Linked DNA regions of Sus scrofa: region 1 is linked to region 2. Evidence: chromatin contacts called from public Hi-C data. All regions are on one chromosome and are shown on one strand. Each heading gives the region's core, a stretch centred on a gene start, on an enhancer-like site or on the middle of the called end of the contact. The rest is flanking DNA. Distances are from core to core; before and after follow the strand shown.

Evidence for each region. A called contact is a pair of places that touch in the nucleus more often than the background predicts.
Region 1: a Hi-C map of skeletal muscle shows a contact between it and region 2, with 8 times the contacts expected there. The contact joins the promoter of ACYP1 here to the enhancer-like site in region 2. A contact is called at or near these places in 4 of 47 Hi-C or Micro-C datasets (embryonic fibroblasts, epiblast stem cells, fetal liver and 1 more) and 2 of 2 datasets of contacts at active chromatin or transcription factors (alveolar macrophages and skeletal muscle).

The regions. Positions count from the first base shown.
Region 1 is chr7:98,262,796-98,269,425 of Sscrofa11.1, forward strand. ACYP1 (acylphosphatase 1) reads right to left here and starts at 2,358. Exons shown (of 3, transcript NM_001190198.1): 1 at 2,039-2,358. The coding sequence starts at 2,159. It overlaps ZC2HC1C (zinc finger C2HC domain-containing protein 1C), which reads left to right and starts at 2,457. Exons shown (of 2, transcript XM_021099532.1): 1 at 2,457-4,727. The coding sequence starts at 3,417.
Region 2 is chr7:98,182,728-98,189,496 of Sscrofa11.1, forward strand. No RefSeq gene overlaps it. Among named protein-coding and RNA genes, the nearest start is that of EIF2B2, 18 kb to the right of the region's middle. Within about 2 kb of position 3,459, at least 23 of the 83 cell types and tissues checked have an H3K27ac peak or open chromatin away from gene starts, as enhancers often do. A contact at or near this core is called in skeletal muscle, where this site is marked.

The DNA.
Region 1 (6,630 bases), core at 1,108-3,607, 79 kb after region 2:
CAGCATGAAGGATGGGCTTGGGGAGCAGATGAACAGCAGTTAGAAGAGTGGTGCTGTCCCAATGAGAAGTGAGGAAGGACTCACCTAGGGCAGCAGAAGTGTAAAGGAAGGGACGCATATAAGAGACATTGCAGAGTAAATTCAACAGAGCCTGCTGACCAGTTAGAGAGAAGCGATGACCAAGAGGGAGGAGTGGAAGATGACTGTTGACTTCAGCATGAGCGGGAACGCTGGAGAAGTGGATTGGGGGAATGGGGAGGTGATCGTGAGTTTACTTTTTGTCATATTGAGTTTGAAGTTCCTGAGAAATATTCATGTGGAGGTGCTACATGGGCATTTGGAAATCTGAGTCTGTAACTAAGCAGAGAGAACGAGCTAGAGAGCAATTAAACATAGGTGAGATTTGAAATTTGAGTATCTGGTTGAAATCATTAAGGAAGAGAATGTCTGAAACTGCATTTATATGAGAAATAAGAGGGCTTGTTTTGGAGAAGACCTACATTGAGGGGCAGGTGAAGAAATACGTAAATGTAAGGGACACGAAAGAAGATGGAGCAAGGACATGAAAGAAGCAACCAAGATGGCACACAGGAGCAAGTGAGAAGAGAGTTCCAGTGAAGAGAAACATCAGTAATGTCAAATGAGTAAGCTGAAGAAATAGCAGCTTTTGTTTTTGGGTCAGTGGAAGGTCACTGGTAGCCTGGTGGTTAAATAAAGTGGAGAGGGGGGAGCCAGACCACAATGGACTAAGCAATGAGGGAGCATCAAGGCAGCAAATGAAAAACTTTCTATCAAGAATCTAATTTTCTATTTTTCTATTAAGAGAAAGGAATGGAATCCTCAGGTGAGAGTTCAGGTCAAGGGAAATGAGGTTAGTTTTGCAGCGGAAAGTTAAGCATATTTTAAAACCCAAAGAGAAGCAGTGTATGGATAGATACAATCTGAAGTCAAGGTGTAGGGGTAAAGTGAGTCAATGCCTGGAGGGTACTTTAAGGGACTAATTCAAGAGAACTCATGAAGGAGTTCCCCTCCTGGCTCAGTAGTAATGAAGCCGACTAGTATCCATATGGATGCGGGTTCGATCCCTGGCCTCACTCAGTGGGTTAAGAATCTGGCGTTGCTGTGAGCTGTGGTGTAGGTCGCAGACGTAGCTCAGATCAGATCCCGCGTTGCTGTGGCTGTTGCGGAGGCCAGCAGCTACAACTCTGACTTGACCCCTAGCCTGGGAACAGCCATGTGCTGCGTATGCAGCCCTAAAAAGACAAAACAAAACAAAACAAAAGAGAGAGAGAGACTTCATGGAAAGACAAAAGATTCTTCTTCCTCAGAAACAGGAGCGAAAGAAGTTAAAATGGAGGGAGGCACCCTGGGAAATTCTGCCAGACTGGAGGGGAGCTTAGGGAGTTGATGACAGACAAGCCCCATGCTGAGATAATTAGGGCCTTGAGAAGAGTGGGAAATGTCTGGAAATGCATACATAGAGAAGGCAGTGGAGAGTCAATTAGAAAAGAAAACAAGGCATAAAAGTACTGCCCTTGGAGTGCCACCAAGGAATTTCTTCGTAACATGTAAAAACTGTAATATGACATATTAAAGTATTAACACCGACCACTGCTGTCCGTATTGTTCTCCATGGGCATGAATCTTTTAAGCAGTTACAGGGAAAAAAGTAAGCTGCTTGTTCCAAGTAGCTTACACAAATGAATTGAAGCATAAAGACAAACAAACCTTCTTCTGATGTTAACAAGTTACAGAGCATCTTTAGTGTTGAAACCAGGTTATATTGAGTATTTTGGATCTGGTAGTTAACTTTATTATCATTACACTTGGTTGAGTCACTCTTTGGCCGCAAGAAGAGAGGATCAGAGTTACCACGTGAGAGTAAAACATTATATCCAAATAATTAGATTGGCTACGAAAACGTCCCCGGAAAGATACTGCAAAAGACACCGCGTAGCAAAACCTAGCCGATTTGCTAAAATTTGACGCAAGCTCCAAACTATTTGCAAGGAAAGCCATGGACAGTATACAGCCGTACCTGGGGCCCGTACAAAGCAGCCGAGCGTGCTAAGAAAAGCTATCAGTATGCCCACGGCGGCTAAGAGGGCGGACACCGGAATCCTGCGGCAGGTCTTGAGGACACATCTAAGGCGCTCCATCTTTTGCCAGAGAAGGACACACCCCAGGACCTGAAAGCATCGCTCTGAGAAAAAAAAAAAAATACAAGCCCTTTGATGGAGCCCCAGAAAAGCCTCTCCCACCCTCTTCTCCCGTTCCCTAAGGGCAGGGCTGGACGGAGCTGCAGAGTTGGTGGGACACCGGGTCAAATGACACTCGTGTTGACCGCGCCCGCGACCGGGCGACTCCCGGGTGTGCGGACTGCGGCTGCGCACGCTTCTCCGGTGGAATTCGGGGCGTGGCGGGACTGGGTGCGCATGCGCTTCGGTCTCCAGGCAACAGGAATAACAGAGGCCCGCCAACAGCGCCTGCACGGCGGCGGGCGGTTGGGAGGGTGGTGTGTGGTCTGGAAAACTAAATTCTGGGGTTTCCCCTGAGCAGGAGCCGTCTGCTAGAACAGGTACGCGGAAGGGCGGGAAGATATGGGGTCAGCACCTCGACCTCCCAAGGGCCCGAGAGACTGAAGAGCGAGCACTTGTCCCTAAAGCAGAGTTTCCAGTGGGGCTACCCGGCTGACCCTCCAGGACAGAACAGGACTTATGCGTTCCGGATATGAACCCCGCCAGATCAGGTGTTCTCCGCCTCTCAGGTTACCGACCTTCCGCCATCTGCGCTGCGAGGACACCTTGCGAGAGGGTTTGCCAGCCAGGCACTTGCTGCAGGCCTTGAGCCGGCTCTCTGCACTTTGGGGTCCAGCACGGTTCCAGCAGGCGGGAAGTCCTGAGAGCAGTTTGTGCCAGTTGCTTACCAACAGGCTGAAGTTTTCTACCTGTAAAATGGTGGAGCGGGACTTGGAGTCCTAAGGTCCCTAAGTTCCAGCCATCTAACTCTTAAGTGAACCCCTCAGTTTACTGGTGAAGAAACTGGAGCCGGCGAGGGGATGCTGCTTGTCCTGACTGAAAACTGACTTTCAGCCCAATAGCTCATTCCGCCTGCTACGGAGTATACTGTGTAAGCAGGAGCATCACTATGTATGATATATATAAAGGAAAGCTAGGTGGCAGGAACACCTGTATCACATTCCCTTTTTCTATCCTTAGGACCTAATAAGCACCCATAGGACATAATAAGCGCTTATCAAATGCTAGACCTAGCAGCACTGTCCCTAAAAAGTCTAAGGGAAACTGTGGGTAAGACAAGTGTAGAAATAGTTTACTTTCACAGCTGAGATGAACCTCAGACAAACTCCTCACATATGTCTGGTTTAAATCTCCCCTAGGCTTCTGTCCAAGCCCTGAATGGCTGGCCTCCAGTTGGCACTGACTCTGCCTGTGGGCATTATGTTCCCATATAATAAAAGGGAAGCTCCAGAGCTCCATTCAGTTAAGCAAGATCCCTATGAAAAAGGTGACTCTTCCCAGCGGTCTTCTATGGGGCACCTGAGGAATAATTTCCAGCAGGAGCTTTTGAGCAACAAAGAGCTGACACTAGATAAGCTCTACACTCACCCCAAATGGAACACCAGCATGAAAGCCTGGAGCTGCTCCTATCCCCACTGTGCTGAAATAAGCCAGCAAGATTCGAGAAAAGGTTTGTTTTACTCATCAGGCCCTCAATCCCAGTATCCCAAAGCAAATATCCAGGAATTCATCCCCTTTACAAAGAAGCGAGTTGGGGTGGACCGAGCATACCCACTGAAACCTGTGTTTCACCGGAAGTCCCGTAGTACAGGTGAGGCTGGCACTGATGGGGACCAGAATGTCTCTCTAAGATCCCATCAGCCAAGAAAGCTCTCATACAGCAGTTTTGGTTCAAGGAACTGGGTGAATTCATCTGTGGTTGGTTCCGTTGCTGCCACTCAGGAGGAGAGGGTTGTGGCAAACCCCAGCAGGATGGAATGGATGCAGATCCAAAGACTAGAAGCTGCAGGGGAGAGTTTAGAGGAGGAAATCCGAAGAAAAGAGACTCTCCTGAGGGAAAAGCTGAAGAAGACAGAGGAGGAACTCAGAAGGATCCAGAAGAAGAAAGAACAGGCTGAAGAAAATGAAAAAAGAGAGCTACAGAGGAGAATGGCACTACCCAGGAGGAGAGTTAAAGGCAAGAGTAACACCTCACACAAACCTATCTTCTCCCCAGAATTCAAGTCTGCGGAGGTCTTCAGTAGAGATGTAGGAGACGATGAAACTTGGGGACGGTCTCAAGAAAATTCTAGTCCATTCCAGTTCTCTGATCATGGAATTCAGAAGCTCAAAAGGGAAGGACTGATGGCAAGCAATAACCAAATCCGAGACCGAGTCTCAGGGCCGCTGAAGGAGAAGTTTTCTCAGGCTTCAGAAATGCCACCCAGTGCTTTGCAGAGATCTACCTGCCATTCTAGCTTGTCTAGGGCCCCAGACTCCTTGGGTTCCAGCTGTTCCACTGAAGAGCCAGAACTGGGTGCGTGCAGCCACTGTGGACGGAAATTTCTCTTGCTCAGACTTGAGAGACACTCCAATGTCTGCAGCAGGATGCGGGGTTCCAAGAGGAAAGTCTTTGACTCCTCCAGGGCCCGGGCTAAGGGCACAGAACTAGAGCAGTACTTGAACTGGAAGGGATCGGCCTCAGTCAAGGTAACAAGGGCCTTTAATGATTTGCCTTTGAATGGGGGTGTGAGCCTGTTATATCCTCATCTGTTTTCTTTAGAAAAATGTCATGTGTCATGCGTCATGTGGGGAGAAAGCGAGAATTAACATTTATTGATTACTACTGTGTGCCAGTCACTGTGATATTGTCACCACAACCCTGGGAAGATTTCAGTATCTCTTTATCAGTTTCAAAATTTAGTCTCAGGTTAACTTGTCTGAGTTCACAAATAGCTTTTAATGGCAGAGTCAGCATGTAAATCTGGGTCAGAATGACTCCAAAATGTAGAATTAAAAAATATGTCCTTTTGATTATAAAAGTAGTAAACATTTTAGAAAATTTAAGACATGAAAAATATAAAGAAAAAAATTATGCAGTGTTTCAGCACTCCCAGAGAATTCCTCACACTTTGCAATATACCCTGCCACCTCCCAAGATTAGGACCTGTTACCACTCCTAGAACTATACTTTTTCAATTAACTTTGATGAAACTTCTTAGTAAATATATGAGGTACCATTAAGTTTGGGACTCTTTTTCTCCCCATTTCGAGTGTCAACACCTTAAAGGTAGAGGACTTTATTTTGGGTTAACATTTCTAGCTATGGAAAAACTAGATTGTAAAAAGTAAGGACTTGGAGACACTTTCATAAGTTTGGGGGAACTTCATAGGCACATTTGGACAGTCATGTCTGGAGATGGTTGTCTGAAGAATAAGCCTACCATTCTGTTAAGGTAATATGCCACTTGGGTTGTACATGAGTGTTTCTCAAAGTGTGACATGCTGACAAACATTTCTCATCTTAGTAACTTAAGGTGTATTAGAAAAATATTGCGTAGTAAGCCCTTGATTTCCAGGAACCATGAATTTAAAGAAAAACTATAATGGGGGATAAAGTGAGAGTGGTATGCAAATGATTAAAGTGTGGGAAAGCCTAGACCACGTAATCTCGAAGCCCCATCCAGTTTTAGAGTTTCATAAACTACCAGAGCGTTATTCTTTTTTTTTTTTTTTTTTTTGTGCTTTTTAGGGCCGCACCCAAAGCATATGGAGGTTCCCAGGCTAGGGGTTGAATCGGAGCTACAGCTGCCAGTCACGGCCACAGACACAGCAACTCGGGATCCCAGCCCAACCTTGTGGTTCCTAGTCAGATTGTTTCTGCTGCGCCATGACCGGAACTCCGAGAGTGTTCTATTTTCCTTTCTTTCCAACCCTCCCACAGCTATGCTAGCACCTCTGGTCTGTTAGCACTTTACAGGTTATGTGTGTATTTGCAGGGCCTTTAAAAACTCACATTTATGTGATGGCTGTTAGGAGAAGTCCTTTGCAGTTATATTTCTTTGCGTACAATATGGGGGAATAACTACAAGAAAGTCCCTTCCATGGTCAGCGATGATCTCCATGAAATCCAGTTTCCAACATTTTGCTTTTGCAGATAATGTGATCACCAGTTCCTGTTCTTTCCTGTTTTCTTTCTGGTCGACCCAATAATCTACTGGAGTATTCTTTGTCCCACTACAGTGATTTATTTCTGGCCAGAACCTAAAAGACGCTTGTATTTCTTAAATTTCCAAATATAGTAGCAGTGGAACAAAAGAATTGGATTCCTGAGGTCAGATGCCCCAGCTTTGCCGAAACATGTCAGCAAAGCTAAGGACACCAAGGCAGAAAGGATCTGGACTGAGATGCACTCTCCTCCTTGGAATGTCCCAAGTCTTATTCCAAAGCTTTGCACCTTTGGAAGCTGAGTGTCTCTCTGTCACTCCTTCAGTGTACCCAGAAGAACAGGTGATTGTTCTTATTTCCTTTAAGATTCATGTAACTTCCAGCAGACTGGTACTCTCTACTGGACCTTAGGCATTTGAGCGCAGACTTACATCTTCGTGCTTTG
Region 2 (6,769 bases), core at 2,209-4,708:
CCCCCTGCACCACGCAGGCCCAGATCAGCACTGGCTCCAGGGTGGCCTGGGTCACAGCTGGAGTTGTCACAATATTGACCCAGGAGGAGATAACATCCAAAGGGCTTGGAGTCCCAGTCGGACAAGGAGGGGGATGTCGCCGGAAAAGATCCCTGGCCCCCAGGGGGATCAAACTAAATGGGGCTTTAGTAGGTCTCTTCCAGCTCAGATTTCATGGGTAATTGGAAGCAGGTCTTGAGCTGAGCAGAGTGGGCTGGCCCAGTGGCCTGCGAGTGAGCGGGTGCCGCCTCCATGTCACCCCACACATCCCACTGAGGCCTCACTGGGGGCTTCTGGACTCCTTTTACTCTGCTTCGGAAGTGCTGCTGTTTTAACCCCTTCAGGGAAAGAAGGTGGATAATAAGTGGGAGTCAGAGTTAGCTTGGTGGGGGGTGGAAGAGGCATGTCCTGAGCCAGGCATACACCAGGCCTTCGTCCATCATTCATTCATTCAACAAATGTACATTAATATTGAAAGTTAGCAATAGCCCTTCAAGATAGAAGCCTTACCTCTTTTTTTTTTTTTTTTTTTTTTTTTTGCTTTTTAGCGTTGCACGTGTGGCATATGGAAGCTCCCAGGCTAGGGGTTGAAATTGGAGCTGTAGCTGCCGGCCTATACCACAGGCAAGGCAATGTGGGATCCTTAACCCACTGAGGGAGGCCAGGGATCGAACCTGCATCCTCAGGGATACTAGTTGGGTTTGTAACCTGCTGAGCCACAGTGGGAACTTCCCCCTACATTTTTTTTTAATGACAAAAGAGGTACATACTTGTTAAAATAAAATTCAAGCAATATCAAGGCATATTAAGTAAAAAGTAAAAGCAAGCACTCCTGGGGTAACCTGTCTTCAATGCATTCAGTGCTACCTCCTGCTGTTTTCATCCGACAATGCATCATTAATATCCTTCCGAGGCAGTAAGTAGAATGTGGAGATTCCTCACTCCCATTTATTTATGTAGTTATTTATTTTACCTTCCAATTCATTTTTATCAAGGTAAACTATACATAACATAAAGTGTATCCTTTTAACCACTTTTTAAAAGTGTACTTCAGAGCCGTTAAGCGCACTCCTATGGTTGTATAACCCTCACCATTATCCACCCTCCTCAGTTGTAAAACACACGCCACAGCCGCGCAACTTCCTTCTTTTCATTAACCCTGCTTTTGTAACATACTGTGCTTTGGATGCCACAAAAGGTTCAGAAAGTGGGATGAGTGAAGTAGATCCTTCACCGTCCCATTAACGGAATTTTAAAGTTACATGCGCTTCGCCCTCCAGCCTTTTAGGGCAGCAATAACCAAATGGTAACCGTAGCAACACCCACACCTCCCCAAGAATGCAGCCACCAAGTCCCCAACGACAGCTGTCCTTTCCCTTCCTCCTGCAAAGTGAGCAGCAGGAGCTGAGCTCTTTATCCTGCATTGCAGGCTGGAGGTGATAAAGACAGCTGAACTCTCAGCATTCCTTCTCCACCTCCTCGGGTTCGGTTCCTGCATCCTCCACACGCCCAGAACCCAGGCCTTCTGGCTCACTCCCATTTTAAAGATGAGAAAACTGAGGCTCAGAAATATTTAATGGCTGTCCTAGGCTTCACAGCCAGGCCTTATTCTCACCCTGCCACACCTTCCAGTTCCTTCCCTGCACAGGGCAGGTATGACAGAGAAGAGAACCTGGAAACCCCCTGAGGGAGGGTTGGGATGGGAGAGAGGGGCTGCAGAACAAGAAGGAGCAGCAGGCTAGGAGGGGTACAGGGTCTGTTTGAAGTGCCGTGGGGCCCTCCTCCCACGCCCTCTAGGAGCCCATGTTGTACTCATGCCCCGGGGCCCGTGGCCCTGGAGGTCTGGGCTGGGCAAGGCTGGCAGCTGGCAGTGTGGAGGTTTTCAAACCAAACCTAGTAAGAGGGAAGTAAGGATTGCATTTCAGCCCCCAGGATGTCTGGGGCACGAATATTCTAGGCCTTGAGGGGCATTTCTCCCTTGACACCATTGGTGGGTGTGGGCCACTGCCCCTGCCCACTAGTGCCAACCTGACAGTCTCAGTTCTCCCTCTAGGGCTCCAGCTACCTGGGGGGAGGGGGTCACCCCTTATCCCAGCCAAGGCCCTATGGCCAGGACCAGGTCCTACTCACAGTCGGCTTGGGGCATCCTTTTGGGGAGGGGACAGGCAGGTGAGAGGCCAGCCCAGCCTGTGCCTCAGCCTGAAGTATAAATAAGACAGGCTCTGGAAAGGTCGTGACCCAGAGGCCTCCACACCAGATACCTAGCTGTCTGCCTCCCTGCCTGGGACCTCCAAGGGAGGGAGCTGGGAAGCTGACAGAACACAGAGAATGGACAGGAAAGGAACTCCCCGGTGTTCTTTCAGGACAGCACACGTGCTCTCCCCCACCACACGCGTGCATGTCCACACTCCTGCACATGCATACTAATGCAGGAAGGGAGACCTTGGTCGAAATGTAGCCCAACTGTCCATCATAGTGGCTTAAGGGGTGCTGCCTGCAGAAGCAGGGCAGGGACGGGTGGCCTGGAGGGCTCTCTGCGACTGAGACTGTCTGCAAAACTGACCCCACAAGGACCACCTGGACCTGGAAGGGGATCATAGAGATTCTCCCACAAGGCATTCAGGCCAAGCGGGGAAGAAGAAACTGATCCCCCACACACACTTTGCCAACATCCTTGGCAAACCTACTTTCCGTGCCAGGCACCATGCTGGGCCTGGGAGTACAGAATGCACCTGCAAGGCTCGCCTTGCACCAGGCACCCCTGGGCATATGGGAACGAGCATCTTTACCAGCAAGAGATCCCTCCACTTGGGGCTGGCTGAGCGGTCACTGGGGGGCTGCTGAGTGGTCTTTGGCTAAGCTGAGGCCATACCTCAGAGGAAGACTCTCACCCTGGACCCTGCCCCCAATGAAGGCCCAGGTAAAAAGAGCCCCAAAAGATCCATGTCTACTTCCCTCCCTGCCCACAACCCACCCATGCCCACAGTTCTGGTCTTGGCAGGGGGCCCTGGAAGGAAAATCACTGAGGAGGATTGAGTGTCAATTCACAAACTAATCTGATCAGCGCAAACAGCTATAGCACATGCTGTTCCCTGCTCCGCGGCGCTCTCCCCTGCCCCACAGACCCTGGCTGGCAGGCCCGGCCCCTGCCTGGCTGCGAGGCCAATTACAGCGGCCCTTAATCACCACGGTGGCGGCGGCAGCGTTAACAACTGTCTGCCCATCAGTCTCCTTCCCCGGGCGTCGCAGAGGGGATGACCCCTCGCAGCTCTCCTCCAAGGAGCAGCAGCGTGAAACTAGATCCCAACAACAAGCCAGTGGCAGCCGGCCAGGGTAACGCCTGGCTCCTCCCGCTGCCTGCTGGTCTCCTGCGTGTTTGCCTGGCTGCTCCTGGCCCTGGGGTGGAGGGCCCACGCGACAGGCCCGGGGACTGCGCATCTCCCGAGCACTAACGCCATTGCTCCCTCCCAGCCCCAGTGCTGCTGGGGAGGCGGGAGCTCTCTGCCAGCCAGTGGAAATTAGGTGCCCGGACATTGAGGTCTGCTTGGCATTTCCTGTGTTGGCTTTGGCTGGTGAGGCCAGGCCAGTGGGCCGCCCTCTTGACCCGAGCCGAGTCAAACCAGAACGTCCGGGACTCTAGAGCCCACTGACTTCTGCTCTGCGCCCCACAGGGAGTCCTGTTCCGGAAAAAAAGCTCACCCCTCCCAGCCCGGGTTCCCACTAAACTGCCTTCCCTTGCCTTGTAGGGTGCTGTGAGTGCCAGAGGCCTGGCCAGCCCCCAGCCCGGCTCATCTCGATGCATGTTCCTCAGGCTCAGGAATGGAGCCCATGGAATTTGCGGATCTCTGAGCCTCCCGGTGTCTTCAGGATGTGGCAAGGTCTCTCCGCTTGCAGGCCCCCAAGGCCGGGGTTCAGTGAAGGGGTGGCTCTGAGCTCCTCTGATCTCCTGCTCCTATCCGTCTGTGGAATAGTTTCCTTAGTGCAAGGCTCGTCCTTTGGACCCCAAGGAGCCACAGGCAGGGAGGATCCTCCGTGTGTCAGCAGCCGGGTTCAGCTTGGGAACCTGCAGGAGCTCCCATGCCCAGCCCTGGAAGAGCCAGCCTCACCTGTGGCCTTCAGCACTGCTGGCTCCGGTTACTCAGCCCGTGTTTTCTTTGGCTCTGGATCTCTGGGACACCAGATTGGCCAGAACAAGACAACTTTGTGATACTTAATTTCCCAAAGAGCAGAGTCTGCAACACAATCAGGCTGTTTGTGTGCTGTGCGGTCCCCAGCCACTCCCTCCCCAGTTGCCCCCATCTCTGCCCCACCTGGGGCCCCTGGGGGCGCAGAGCACTCTTCATTCCCAGTGGCCAGTGGTCTAGGATTTGACCAGGCTGGGCAGAGAGGGCAGAGCCAAATCCCACCGCATAGATGATCACTGATAGATAGCCCTTCCTCCTCTCCTCCTTGGGGTGCTAGAGGAGCCCCTGTGAGAAGAAGCCGGAATAGTCTAGAGCACAGGCTGTAGAGCTAGAGACACCTGAGTAGAAATCTCCGCTCTACTACACACCGGCTGTGTGCTTTGAACAAGGTACCAAAGGGCTGTGGAACTCAGATGCCTTGTCAGGAAAATGAAGACAACAGAGGTAGCTATGTTGCCTAGGGTCTGTGCGGGGAGTCAATGGGCCTTGCCTACAGCTAATCCCTCAATAAATGGCTATTCTTTTGTGTGTGTGTGTTTGTGTCTTTTTAGGGCCAGGAGTCAAATCAGAGCTGTAGCCCCTGGCCTTCACCACAGCTCACAGCAACACCAGATCCTTAACCCACTGAGCAAAGCCAGGGATTGAACCCGCCTCCTCATGGATACTAGTCGGGATCATTACCACTGAGCCAAACAGGAACTTCCAAGAAGAACATCTTTGCAGAAATTTTTCTGGGCCCTCCTGTCACCCTTGCCTGACCTCTGACATTTCAGATTATTTCCCAAGGGCGAGTACCAGAAGCAGAATTGCTCATGATGGTGATAAACACTCCTTGGTCTTCTTGATAAATATCATCCCAAACTTTCCAGAAAAATCATGTCTGTGGCTCCTCCCAGGAGCAGCATAGGAAATCCAGAGGCTTTTCCTTCCTTCACCACACATTTAGCAAATTGCTGAGCGCTCATGTGCCTGGTCCTGAGGAGCCAAGGACGCCTGTGCTAGCCCTTCTCTTCCCCTGGAGAAAGGTGGAGGCCTCCACTGGCAGGGATTCAACCATTTTTGAGGGTCCTCGAGACCACACTATCCTGGTGGGCTGGTCTCTCCAGTCAGGATGACAAGTCCTTGATGGCCATGGGGCAGAGCAGTTCAAGAGAGTGCCAGCCTGGGCCTGGAGCCGACTCAGGGAGACTGCAGTGCAGTCAGCCTGGAAGCAAAGAAGCAACTATGGGGAAGAGGTGTGGGGTCTCCACCCTAGGTGTGACCTAACCTTGGCCCAGGACCAATGAGCAGACCCCTTGGTGACTCAGCCTTGCAAAAAAAAATAGCCACTTATTGGAGTTCCCGTCATGGCTCAGGGGAAACGAATCTGTCTAGCATCCATGAGGACGCAGGTTCTATCCCTGGCCTTGCTCATTGGGTTATGTTATGCATATTGCACCATAAGTTTTTTTTAAAAAGAGATCATAAGGAAATATATCAAAATGCTCAGGCATTGCCATGAGCTGCAGTGTAAGGTCGCAGCGCGGCTCGGATCCTGCGTTGCTGTGGCTGTGGTGTAGACTGGCAGCTACCGCTCTGATTTGACCCCTACTCTGGGAACTTCCAGTAAAGTACAAACAAACAAAAAACAAAGATGGTCTTCTCAGTGTCACTTATAATAGCAAGCAAACAAAAACACAAACAGAGAAGATCCTTCACGATCCAGTGGCAGGAGACTGGTTAAGCGTATTATGCGACATCATCCACATAAGGAATTAAGGAGTGAGCACTACAAACTATACTAGGAAAATAGCTGATTTTTGAAAATGTTTAATTAAATTTTTCATTAAAGTATAAGTTGCTTTGTTGTGCCAATGTACAATGTTGTGCCAATTTCTTCTGTACAGCAAAATGACTCAGACATACATATATATATACGTTCTTTTTTTTTTTTTATATTATTTTCCATCATGGTCTATCCCAGGAGATTGGATGTAGTTCCCTGTGCTAGACAGGCAGACCTTATTGTTTATCCATTCTAAATGTAATAGTTTGCATCTTTAGGAAAAAATTTTAAGGACATGGCAACATCTGGGTTAAAAAAACAGGATATCTAACTGCTGACAAAGTATTATCTTAACTATGTGAAAAATCGGTGATGAATGGATAAACACAACATAAACTATTTTATTATTATTGCTTTATAAGTAAGTTGTCACTTTCCTTACCTTTTATTTATTTATTTTTTATTTTTGGCCATGCCTGGAAGTTCCTGGGCCAGGGATCAAACCTATGCCACAGCAACAACCTGGGCTGCTGCAGTGATGCCACAGACTTCACTTATTGCACCACAAGGGAACTCCAAATATTTATTATTATTATTATTATTATTATTATTATTCCGCCTTAAAAAGTAATGAATTCTGACATACAATGTGGATGAACCTTGAGGACATTATGCTCACTGAAATGAGCCAGACAGAAAAGGACAATTACTGTGTGATTTATAGGAGGCACCTAGAGTAGTCGAACGCTTAGAGACAGAAAGACTGCGGGGGAGTCGAGAG